2 separate regions of the Oncorhynchus kisutch genome follow, and region 1 is linked to region 2. The links are chromatin contacts, called in public Hi-C maps. All regions are on one chromosome and are shown on one strand. The core of a region is the stretch at or near the end of the contact, and the rest is flanking DNA. Distances in the headings are between cores, read along the strand shown. Region 1 holds the start of LOC109904025 (KATNB1-like protein 1). Region 2 holds the start of fsip1 (fibrous sheath interacting protein 1).

Region 1 (5,119 bases), core at 670-3,169, 230 kb before region 2:
CACTCATTAGACAAATATAATACACTACTGATATTTCACACCTCTATGAAGTAGTCACTGTTTTTTGAACCAGCCTCATCAGTCTTGTTAGGATGGGGGGCAGTGAGTGGAAACTCCCATGGGTCCATATAGAATATCTCTTCCATGTCCTGCACACAGGCCATTTCGTTCTCCTTGTTGGCCACATCACACGTTTTCCATGTGGCTGGCTGCTTCCTTCGACAGATATTGAGATGGTGGGTCTTCCTCTTACACGACACAACCCGCTTCTGTCTCCCAGGGTTGTTCCCTGAACGACCTACCGGACATCTACAGTATGAAACATAAATATGGCTGAATACTCAGAAATACTACACTCAATCATAAATTATATGAAACAATGAAAAAAGGTGTGTACATTGTTCCAGTTGAAGATTTCATTAGTGGCAATCAGCAATTGAACAATACCCCCGCCCCTGTTTTGGTAAAAAGCAGGATGGGGCTGGAGAAATGTAACCACTCTCAAATTCATAGAGCTATGGATGCAATGACTGACCTTTCATGATATCAAAATTATAGTTATAACCATGTTTTGAGGCTATATAGTGTTTGTTACATTTTCTTTGTTTACAAACATTGGAGTAAGACAAGCTTATATTTGGTTCTGATGGGGTAAAATAGTTGAACTAAGCTCATGAGGCAAAAAAAAGTTATATTCTTGAAGAATCCATAGGTATCATTAATTTATACATACAAAGATGAATGTAGCAATGGCAGATTGCCCCTTTAAACCTGTACTTTTGAAATGGCAAAAACCTACCTCTTCTTCTTAACGTCTTCCTTTTTACAGAAATCCAACTAAAAGGTAAAGACATATTACAAAATCAATTTCAATGAATTGTATGGAGGTGTTACCAAAACATTGCTGATACAGTTCTATAATGTCTATAATGTGTTGTAACAGTAATATAATAGACTGCAATTGAGAAGAATCATAACCCCTCCCTGCCGAAACTTACCTCCTTGGTGTACTTTGGATGAGAGTAGCATACTCTGTACTGGACCATGTCCTGCTCTTCAAGGCTTTGATATTCTTCCTCTTCACTATCATGCTCCTCTGGCTCGTCCGAGTCCATCATCAATATCCTGGAGGGTAAAGTACACATTGTAATCAATATACATCAAAACTCCTCACACAAACACAAAGCTCTGTAATGGGAATAACCAGAGAGAGAATGTACAGCTGTTTGTATAAGAACAACTGTTTGAAGGGTTGACAGCCTAGCGAGAACCTGAATTACATCACACTGAACATACACTTTAAAAAGTCAGAGATACATTAAGGGGCTAAATTATTCCCAGGTTTTTCTTTGGGCCTATGTTTGCATAGGGAAAGAATGTGTAATTACATATCTAGCTACACCATGCAGCTGGGTAAACCTGTTTTACCCACAATTCCTCGCGGGCACGTTGTTTATTAATTTTTAATAATGACGTAGCCAGAAAAGGAGAGCAAGTTTGGCTAGCTATGTTTAGTGCCACTTTTGGTTATGTTGCACATTTTCGATTCATAGGAAGCTAATGTCCGTTTACCATTGTCACGATACATATCTCTCTTAAAGTTATCAGACAGTAAAACCGGCATTGTAGTTTAAACATTTGCAGCAAGCGAGCTCGAGACAGCAGTAGAATGTGGAAGGATAGCTACAGATGAGCTCATTAACGTTGCTTGTTAGATAACTAAAACTTCCTCGAGCTAACCTATTGTAATATATAGCTTGCTATAGCTGCAATTACCTACCTGTCAGTGTTGATAGACGTTCTAAGATTTTCTGATCTCACAAGGCTGGTTTTGCTACCGTTTCTTAACCCAACCGGAGCCTCTGTTACTTTTCTCAACAATGACCAGACACTCTTGGGGATTCATAAATGCACTCATTGAACAATAGGAATAATGGACTATTGTTGTGCACCCCCTAGTGTTCAACATGCTTTGTGCAGTCCAATTCAAAATGTAAATATGAACTACTTCAAATACAGAATTAATGAATTATCTATTTTTGTTAACTTTTATGTTCATCCTATTCTCGTAGTGGATTGGATCTTTCACTGCTTCACTCTAAAATACTATTTTAATAGAACGTTAAGGCTGCTTGTATGGAGGCAATCACAAAGTGACCGTTCTCATCAGTTAGAAAGCCAATGCAAGAACATATTAACTCAAAGTGAATGAATTGTCCTTTAAATGAGAACACATCAACAATCACAAGCACACATCAACTATCACATCTGCTTTTATTGACTCATCATGCCTTGCCACACTGCATTTGCTGACTCCACAGGCTGCTGTTTCATCCGTTTGGTAGACTGATTCTGACTTCCTTATCAGAGACACACTGACTGATTGTGCAGTCCTCTAGCACTACTGTATAAAACACTAGCACTACTGTATAATACACTAGCACTACTATAAAGTACACTAGCACCGCTGTATAGTACACTAGCACTACTATATAGTACACTAGCACTACTATATAATACACTAGCACTACTGTATAGCACACTAGCACCACTGTATAGTGCACTGGCACTACTGTATAGTACACTAGCACTACTGTATAGTACACTAGCACTACTGTATAATACACTAGCACCACTGTGTAATACACTAACACTACTATATAATACACTAAAACTACTATAGTACACTAGCACTACTATATAGTCCATTAGCACTACTGTATATTACACTAGCACTACTGTACTAACAAGTCATATCCAGTGAGTTTAACCAAATGTTTAATTCACAAATCCTGTCAACAGGGAGATCAAAAGCACAGACTTGCGAGTTATTGAACAATAGCAGCCTTTTAAGCGAGTTTCTCCCAGCTTACGTAAGTGGATCAGTAAGTATCCAGGGAGGTAACTCTACCCAGGTTGGCAGGGTGAGCAGTCTGATCAGCAGGCCCCCTCGCTGGATAACTTTGGGGCTTTTCTCCCCAGGACTCCCTGCCTCTATGGAGATGACCTGGACCACCATCAATGAGACAGAGGAGAGCACCATGGAGTACGGCCTGTGGAGGGGGACTGTTTGAGCTGACCGCCAAGAGCAACGCAACTCTTTTTAAAATGTATTTTACCTTTATTTAACTAGGCAAGTCAGTTAAGAACAAATTCTCATTTTCAATGACGGCCTAGGAACAGTGGGTTAACTGCCTTGTTCAGGGGCAGAACAACAGATTTTTTTATGGACGGGATCAGAAGTGAGGGAGATCCACATACACAGGGTCACACTCACTGCCCTGAGACCTGCCTCTGCTTATGGTAGGGTTCCATGTTCACCGAACTAGCATGATGGATGTTTATGCCCTGTCACATTCGGTCATCATCATAGTATTGATAGAACAGTGTTTTCTTTCCTGTGTTCACTGCAGTGTACCACTGTGGCAGTGAGGCTGGCTGGAGTGATGTGTTCTCCTTTACTGCTCTGAATGAGAGCATTAGCTGGAGTCCCAGGTTTTCCATCTATGGGGACATGGGCAATGAGAACCCTCAGTCTCTGGCCAGACTGCAGTAGTAGACCCAGGTCGGCAGCATTTATGATCTCATCCTAAGTGGTTATGCGGCTAACTCCCGACTGATTGTCATAAGTGAATAGTATATCAATGTTGCCGTTGCATAATAACTTCAATCATAGTGGTGTATAATTGTGGTTAACTTTGTGTCACACCCTGATCTGTTTCACCTGTCCTTGTGCTTGTTCCAGGCATCCAGGAGGGTGCCTGGAACCCGGAAGAGCTGTTGTCACGTTCCTGCACGGATTTTCAGAGGAAGTAAAGGACGATCTTGCAGCAAAGGAACTACCGATGGATCTCGACTTATTCATCGCATTAACTATCCGGATCGATGGTCGGCTACGGGAAAGTAGGAGGGAGAAGAGGCCTGATTGCGGTCCCAATCGCTCACTCAAGGATCCCACCTTGCATCTGATGAACTCCGGAAGTCCCCGGTGTCTTCGTCCCCAAAAGGATCTGAGTTTACCCGAGTTCCTCCAAGAGCCTCCGAAGACTGACAATTTGCCCCTAGCCGATGCAGCCGAAGGAGTACGCAGACTTAACACCCAGAGTTGTCTGTATTGCAGTACTGTCGGTCATTATGTGTCTACCTGTCCCTTCAAGAGACCTAGCTCATTGGTAGGAATGAGTACTCTGGTGGGTCTTAAGGATAATGTTGCTTCTTCCCCTACTCACCTCCCTCTCTATGCCACTGTGGTGGGGCGACCAGTCCAAGTCTCTCCAGATACTCATCGAGTCGGGGGCCGATATGAGTCTTATGGATGTTACCCTGGCATCCAAGCTGGGCATCCCCACTCAACCCCTCTCCATTCCCATGGATGTTAGAGCGCTGGACGGGCACTCTATAGGCCGGGTCACCCACCATACCATCCCCAACAACCTACGAGTGTCAGGGAATCACAGCGAGACGATCCAATTGCTCCTAATTGAGTCTCTGCAGATTCCTGTGGTATTGGGATTCTCTTGGCTCCAGCGACACAATCCCTCGATTGACTGATCTACTGGTGCCATCGAGCCCGTTCTGCCATGCCCATTGCCTGAAATCAATAGCCCGTCTGCTGTTCCTCCTCTGTTGCCCCGTACCCTCCATATACTTCCTACTTTTCATCTGTCTAGATCTAAACCCATGTCTCACAGCCCTTTGTCTCCTGTTTGTTCAAGTCAACCAGCATTTTGTCTCAGCTCCTGCTTTTCCCTAGTCTCTCTTTTTCTCGTCATCCTGGTTTTGACCCTTGCCTGTCCTGACTCTGGGCCTGCCTGCTTTCCTGTGCTTTTGCCCCTACTCTGGATTACCGACCTCTGCTTGACCTCACCCTGCCTGCCGTCATGTACCTTGGCCACACTACTCTGGATTATCAACCCCTGCCTGCCTTGAACTGTCGTTTGCCTGCCCCTGTTGTTGCAATAACCATTATTACTTCAACACAGTCTGCACTTGGGTCTTACCTGAAACCTGATAGGTGAAATATGAAGCACACTTTGGAAAAATTGTGCAAAGCATGACGAATATGTGCTTTTTTGTTTTCTAGGGGACTTTGCATATGACATGCATGAGGTAAAATTTT
Region 2 (5,209 bases), core at 1,719-4,218:
TTGGACACACCTACTCATTCAAGGGTTTTTCTTTATTTTTACTATATTTCTACATTGTAGAATAATGGTGAAGGCATCAAAACTATGAAATAACACATATGGAACCATGTAGTAAGCAAAAAGTGTTAAACAAATCAAAATATGTAATATTTGAGTTTCTTCAAAGTAGCCACCCTTTGCCTTGATGACAGCTTTGCTCACTCTTGGCATTCTCTCAACTTTTGAATGGTAGTATATTTAAAGCAACGTGTAGGATAAAGGTTAGGGTTGACTTGCCTTGTAAGGACTGGTTAACAGTAAAAGACAAAAAGACAAAATTAAGAGAACACACCAAGATGCTCTTACTATTTCTGTATAGTTCAGAAAGTTATCAAAGTTTACATAGAGTTAGTTAACTGCCTTCTGCCACCATTCATTTTCTACTGGTTGAATATAGGCTACACTGCTAAACCCTTGCCTAATAATAAGAGCAGCAGGTAGCCTAGCGATTAAGAGCATTGGGCCAGTAACTGAAAGGTCGCTGATACGAATCCCTGAGCAGGGATTGTGCCCTTGAGCAAGGCACTTATAACCCTAATTGCTCCTGTAAGATGCTCTGGATAAGAGCATCGACTAAAATGTAATAAATCAGACTGTGATACCAATTACTGGTATACAGTCTGAAACAGAGCACTGCAAAAACTTGGAAAGTGTCACGTTCGATGTATGGAGGAGAGCAAGGCGTGAGATGAACAAATCTTCTTTAATAAGACGAAGAACAAAGGGTTAGGTTAGGGTTAGAGGGTTAGGGTTAAACAAACGTGAAGCTATATATGATAAGTGCAGACACAGGCAACTAACACATAGACAAAAACTCACAAAATAACCCAAGGAATATGGCTGCCTAAATATGTTTCCCAATCAGAGACAACGATAAACAGCTGCCTCTAATTGGGAACCAATCTAGGCAACCATAGACATATAAATACCTAGACTAGTGAAAACCCATAGACTTACAAAAACCCATAGACAATACAAAAACACATATATCACCCTTGTCACACCCTGACCTAACCAAAATAATAAAGAAAACAAAGAAAACTCAGGTCAGGGCGTGACAGTACCCCCCTCCCAAAGGTGCGGACTCGCCTATATGGGAGGGTATGGGTGGGCATAACTCCGCGGTGGCGGTTTTGGTGAAGGCGTGACAGAAAGTTTCCTTACAAGCCAGAATGTTGAATCAAATTACATTTGAACTAATGTCGTTCCCAGACACTTCCACCCAAATGTCTGGTGGACCAACGCATCAAGCTTGGCCTTTGTTTGCCAAAACAGAAAGACCTGGACAAATTGGCTTTGGCTTAATCATCTCCCACAACACACCTCGCAGCTAGCTGTGTGATTCACAAAAATGTTCTGATTCAAATAATTTACTCAGTAGGTCACTTCCATAGACTTCTATGGTCACAGGCTTATATGCGCAATAGCCTGGGGATGAGGTTACATTTGAACTTACTCTATCGGTTGTCTGTGTGCAGTTGGTCCTTCATTGGGTCAACATTTTTGCCAAAATATCCATAGGAAAGTATTATTTAAAGTACTGCTGTTTAAATTTCTGTGACATGCGCAAAACCATGTAAAACAGCTGCAAGACTTCAGTTAATATGCATGAATTACATGCATGTGTCTTAGGTCTCGAGCAAACAAATATTCACCACACAGCGAGACTTGTGTGTTGAAGTCGGTTTAATAATTCTTTCCTGTGGATATTTTGTCTACCCAGACCCAAAAGCCATCATCAAAGCCTCCAAACACAGTACAAAAGTGTAAGAAACTCCACCACACCAAATTATTCTAAGGTCCTCAAATGGTTCTTGAACAAACATGCACAGCAACCACACAACACAGCCTCTACATGGGACCTTCAGGTACAAAGCTCCAACCTGGACAGTTAGCTAACATAACCAAATAAGGTGGTGCTTTTATACAATGAGTATACAAAACATTAAAAATGCCTGCTATTTCCATGACATAGGCTGACCAGGTGAATCCAGGTGAAAGCTACAGTGTGATGCCTTATTGATGTCACTTGTTACATCGACTTAAAATCAGTGTAGCTGAAGGGGAGGAGATGGCTTGAAAATCATTTTTTTACCTTTGAGACATGAATTATGTATGTGTGTCATTCAGAGGGTGAATGGGCAAGACAAAAACTTGAAGTGCCTTTGAACCGGGTATGGTTTGTGTCAAGAACTGCAATGATGCTGGGTTTTTCACCACAACAGTTTCCTGTGTGTATCAAGAATGGCCCACCACCCAAAGGAAATTGTGAAACATTAACCAGATACTATCAGGTTCAAACTGTGTCCCGTTCTTGACACATTATTCCAAATGTGTTTTCTTGACTTGACCCTTTACTTCTTGAGGAGCATATGTCAGGTCATCTTGTTCTACACGCACAAAGTGTGCATGCAAGCACATTACCTGCTTATTGTTGGGGGCATCATCGCTAAGGACCACCAGGGACGTCGGGCTAGGATGAAAAACTCTCCCGACGTCAGGCAGTGACACAGTTGATACACGGCTACCCGGGCGAGAACGCTCGTTGGATGCCGGGCGGGAGATATCATCTAAACTGCCTCTCGTAATATCCATAGGTGCTCTGGTAACGTTAACGTAACCCAATATTAGAATAGAGCATTTTGCAATAAGTATATAGGTAAATAAATCAAATGTTCTATTGTATTTTTCGTTAAATTATAAATATAGCCTAGATACCTGATAGCTGTGTAGGCAGGGGTGGTGATGTTTTTCTTTCCGAATGGTAACTAAGGACACAAAAGACCCGGATGTGGTAACTACAAACTTTGAATACAAGGCATATATATGTATTATTAGCATCACGGTTGGTGCAATCTGGAGTCCTTGGGAAGTTGACATTTAAAATGGTAGGGTTAGGTTATGGTTATAGTTAGGGTATATGGGTTTAGAGTAGGGACGTCCCAAGGAACATAGATTGCACTAACATTAGCTTCACAGAAGAAACCCGTAGAAGCATCTATCCACATGACTTCCTGTTTTCAGATTTTGCCTTCAAAATACAAGTCCGAGGTAAAACGCTATGTGTATGATACGATACAATCTTTTTGGCAGCTTCGCATAGTGCGTCATATAAAAATGTGGTTAAAAAAGTATAACCAAATCAGGGAAATGTTTACGAGCATTTCTACTTCATATAAGATAAAGAATATAAGAAGTGCTCCCTGAGTGGCGCAGCGGTCTAAGGTGTCGCTACAGTGCCAGAGGTGTCTCTACAGTCCCTGGTTCAAATCCAGACTGTATCACATCCGGCCGTGTTTGGGAGTCCCATAGGGCAGTGCACAATTGGCCCAGCGTCATCCAGGTTTAGCTGGGGTATGCCATCATTGTAATTAAGAATGTGTTCTTTACTAACTTGCCTAGTTAAATTATATATATATTTTAAATAAGGTGTAGCACATTGAGAAACGGAAACTTAAGTAAGTAAGCTTAAGTAAATGAAGGTTAGGTACATTAGCCTACTGACAAAAAAATATACAATTAAGAAATAAGAAATTATTCTGATTGTATAATTATTCTTAATTTACAGATGTAATGTTTAAGAAAAGTCTTTATTTTTGTTATGTTGCACAAACAAATTTCACTCTACAGGAAAAACGATTGATTGTGTATCCATAAAACCAGGGTCCAGTCTACTCACGAGACTCCCTAGAATACCAAAAAAAAAAAAAAAGCTAGGGATCAATTCCAATTTTATTGGTCACATACACATATTTAGCAGATGATATTGCGGGTGTAGCGAAATTCTTGTGTTCCTAGCTTCAACAGTGCAGTAGTATCAAACCATTCACAACAATACACACTAATCTAAATGTAAAAGAATGGAATTAAGAAGTATATAAATATTAGGATGCGCAATGTCTGACTGACATTGACTAAAATACAGTAGAGTACAGTATATGAAATGAGTAAAACAGTATGTAAACATTATTACAGTGACTAGTGTTCCATTAAAAGTGACCAGTCATTCCATATCTATGCAGATAGGGCAGCAGCCTCAAAGGTGCCGGGTTGAGTAAGCAGGTGATAGCCGGCCAGTGATGGCTATTTAATAGTCTGATGGCCTTGAGATAGAAGCTGTTTTTCAGTCTCTCGGTCCCAGCTTTGATGCACCTGTACTGACCTCGCCTTCTGGATGAGAGCGGGGTGAACAGGCCGTGGCTCAGGTAGTTGATGTCCTTGATGATCTTTTTGGCCTTCCTGTGACATCGGGTGCTGTAGGTGTCCTGGAAGGCAGGCAGTCTGCCCCCGGTGATGCGTTGGACAGACCGCACCACCCTCTGGAGAGCCCTGCGGTTGCGGACGGTGCAGTTGCCATACCAGGCAGTGATGCCACCCGACAGGATGGTCTCAATTCTACCTTGTTGCGCCTTCTTCACCACACTGTCTGTGTGGGTGGACCATTTCAGATTGTCATTTATGTGTACGCAGAGGAACTTGAAGCTTTTCACCTTCTCCACTGAGGTCCTGTCAATGTGAATAGGGCCATGCTCTCTCTGTCTTCTGAAGTCGACACAACCTGCCTGGTATGGAAATTGCTTGGCCTCTGACCGCAAGGCACTACAGAAGGTAGTGCGTACGGCGCAGTACATCACTGGGGCTAAGCTGCCTGCCATCCAGGACCTCTACACCAGACGGTGTCAGAGGAAGGCCCTAAAATTGTCAAAGACCCCAGCCACCCCAGTCATAGACTGTTCTCTCTACTACCGCATGACAAGCGGTCCCGGAGTGCCAAGTCCAGGACAAAAAGACTTCTCAACAGTTTTTACCCCCAAGCCATAAGACTCCTGAACAGGTAATCAAATGACTAACCGGATTATTTGCATTGTGTGCCTCCCCCAAACACTCTTTTATGCTGCTGCTGCTCTCTGTTTATCATATATGCATAGTCACTTTAACTATACATTCATGTACATACTACCTCAATTGGGCCGACCAACCAGTGCTCCCGCACATTGGCTAACCGGGCTATCTGCATTGTGTCCCACCCACCAACCCCTCTTTTACGCTACTGCTACTCTCTATTCATCATATATGTATAGTCACTTTAACCATATCTACATGTACATACTACCTCAATCAGCCTGACTAACCAGTGTCTGTATGTAGCCTCGCCACTTGTATAGACTCG

Evidence for each region. A called contact is a pair of places that touch in the nucleus more often than the background predicts.
Region 1: a contact with region 2 is called in a Hi-C map of muscle, with 11 times the contacts expected there. The contact joins the promoter of LOC109904025 here to the promoter of fsip1 in region 2. A contact is called at or near these places in 2 of 2 Hi-C or Micro-C datasets (liver and muscle).

The regions. Positions count from the first base shown.
Region 1 is chrLG14:29,285,676-29,290,794 of Okis_V2, reverse strand. It overlaps LOC109904025 (KATNB1-like protein 1), which reads right to left and starts at 1,919. Exons shown (of 10, transcript XM_020501086.2): 1 at 1,781-1,919; 2 at 999-1,125; 3 at 800-837; 4 at 42-309. The coding sequence starts at 1,118. It also overlaps the pseudogene LOC109904534.
Region 2 is chrLG14:29,054,251-29,059,459 of Okis_V2, reverse strand. It overlaps fsip1 (fibrous sheath interacting protein 1), which reads right to left and starts at 2,968. Exons shown (of 11, transcript XM_020501084.2): 1 at 2,758-2,968; 2 at 2,464-2,641. The coding sequence starts at 2,634.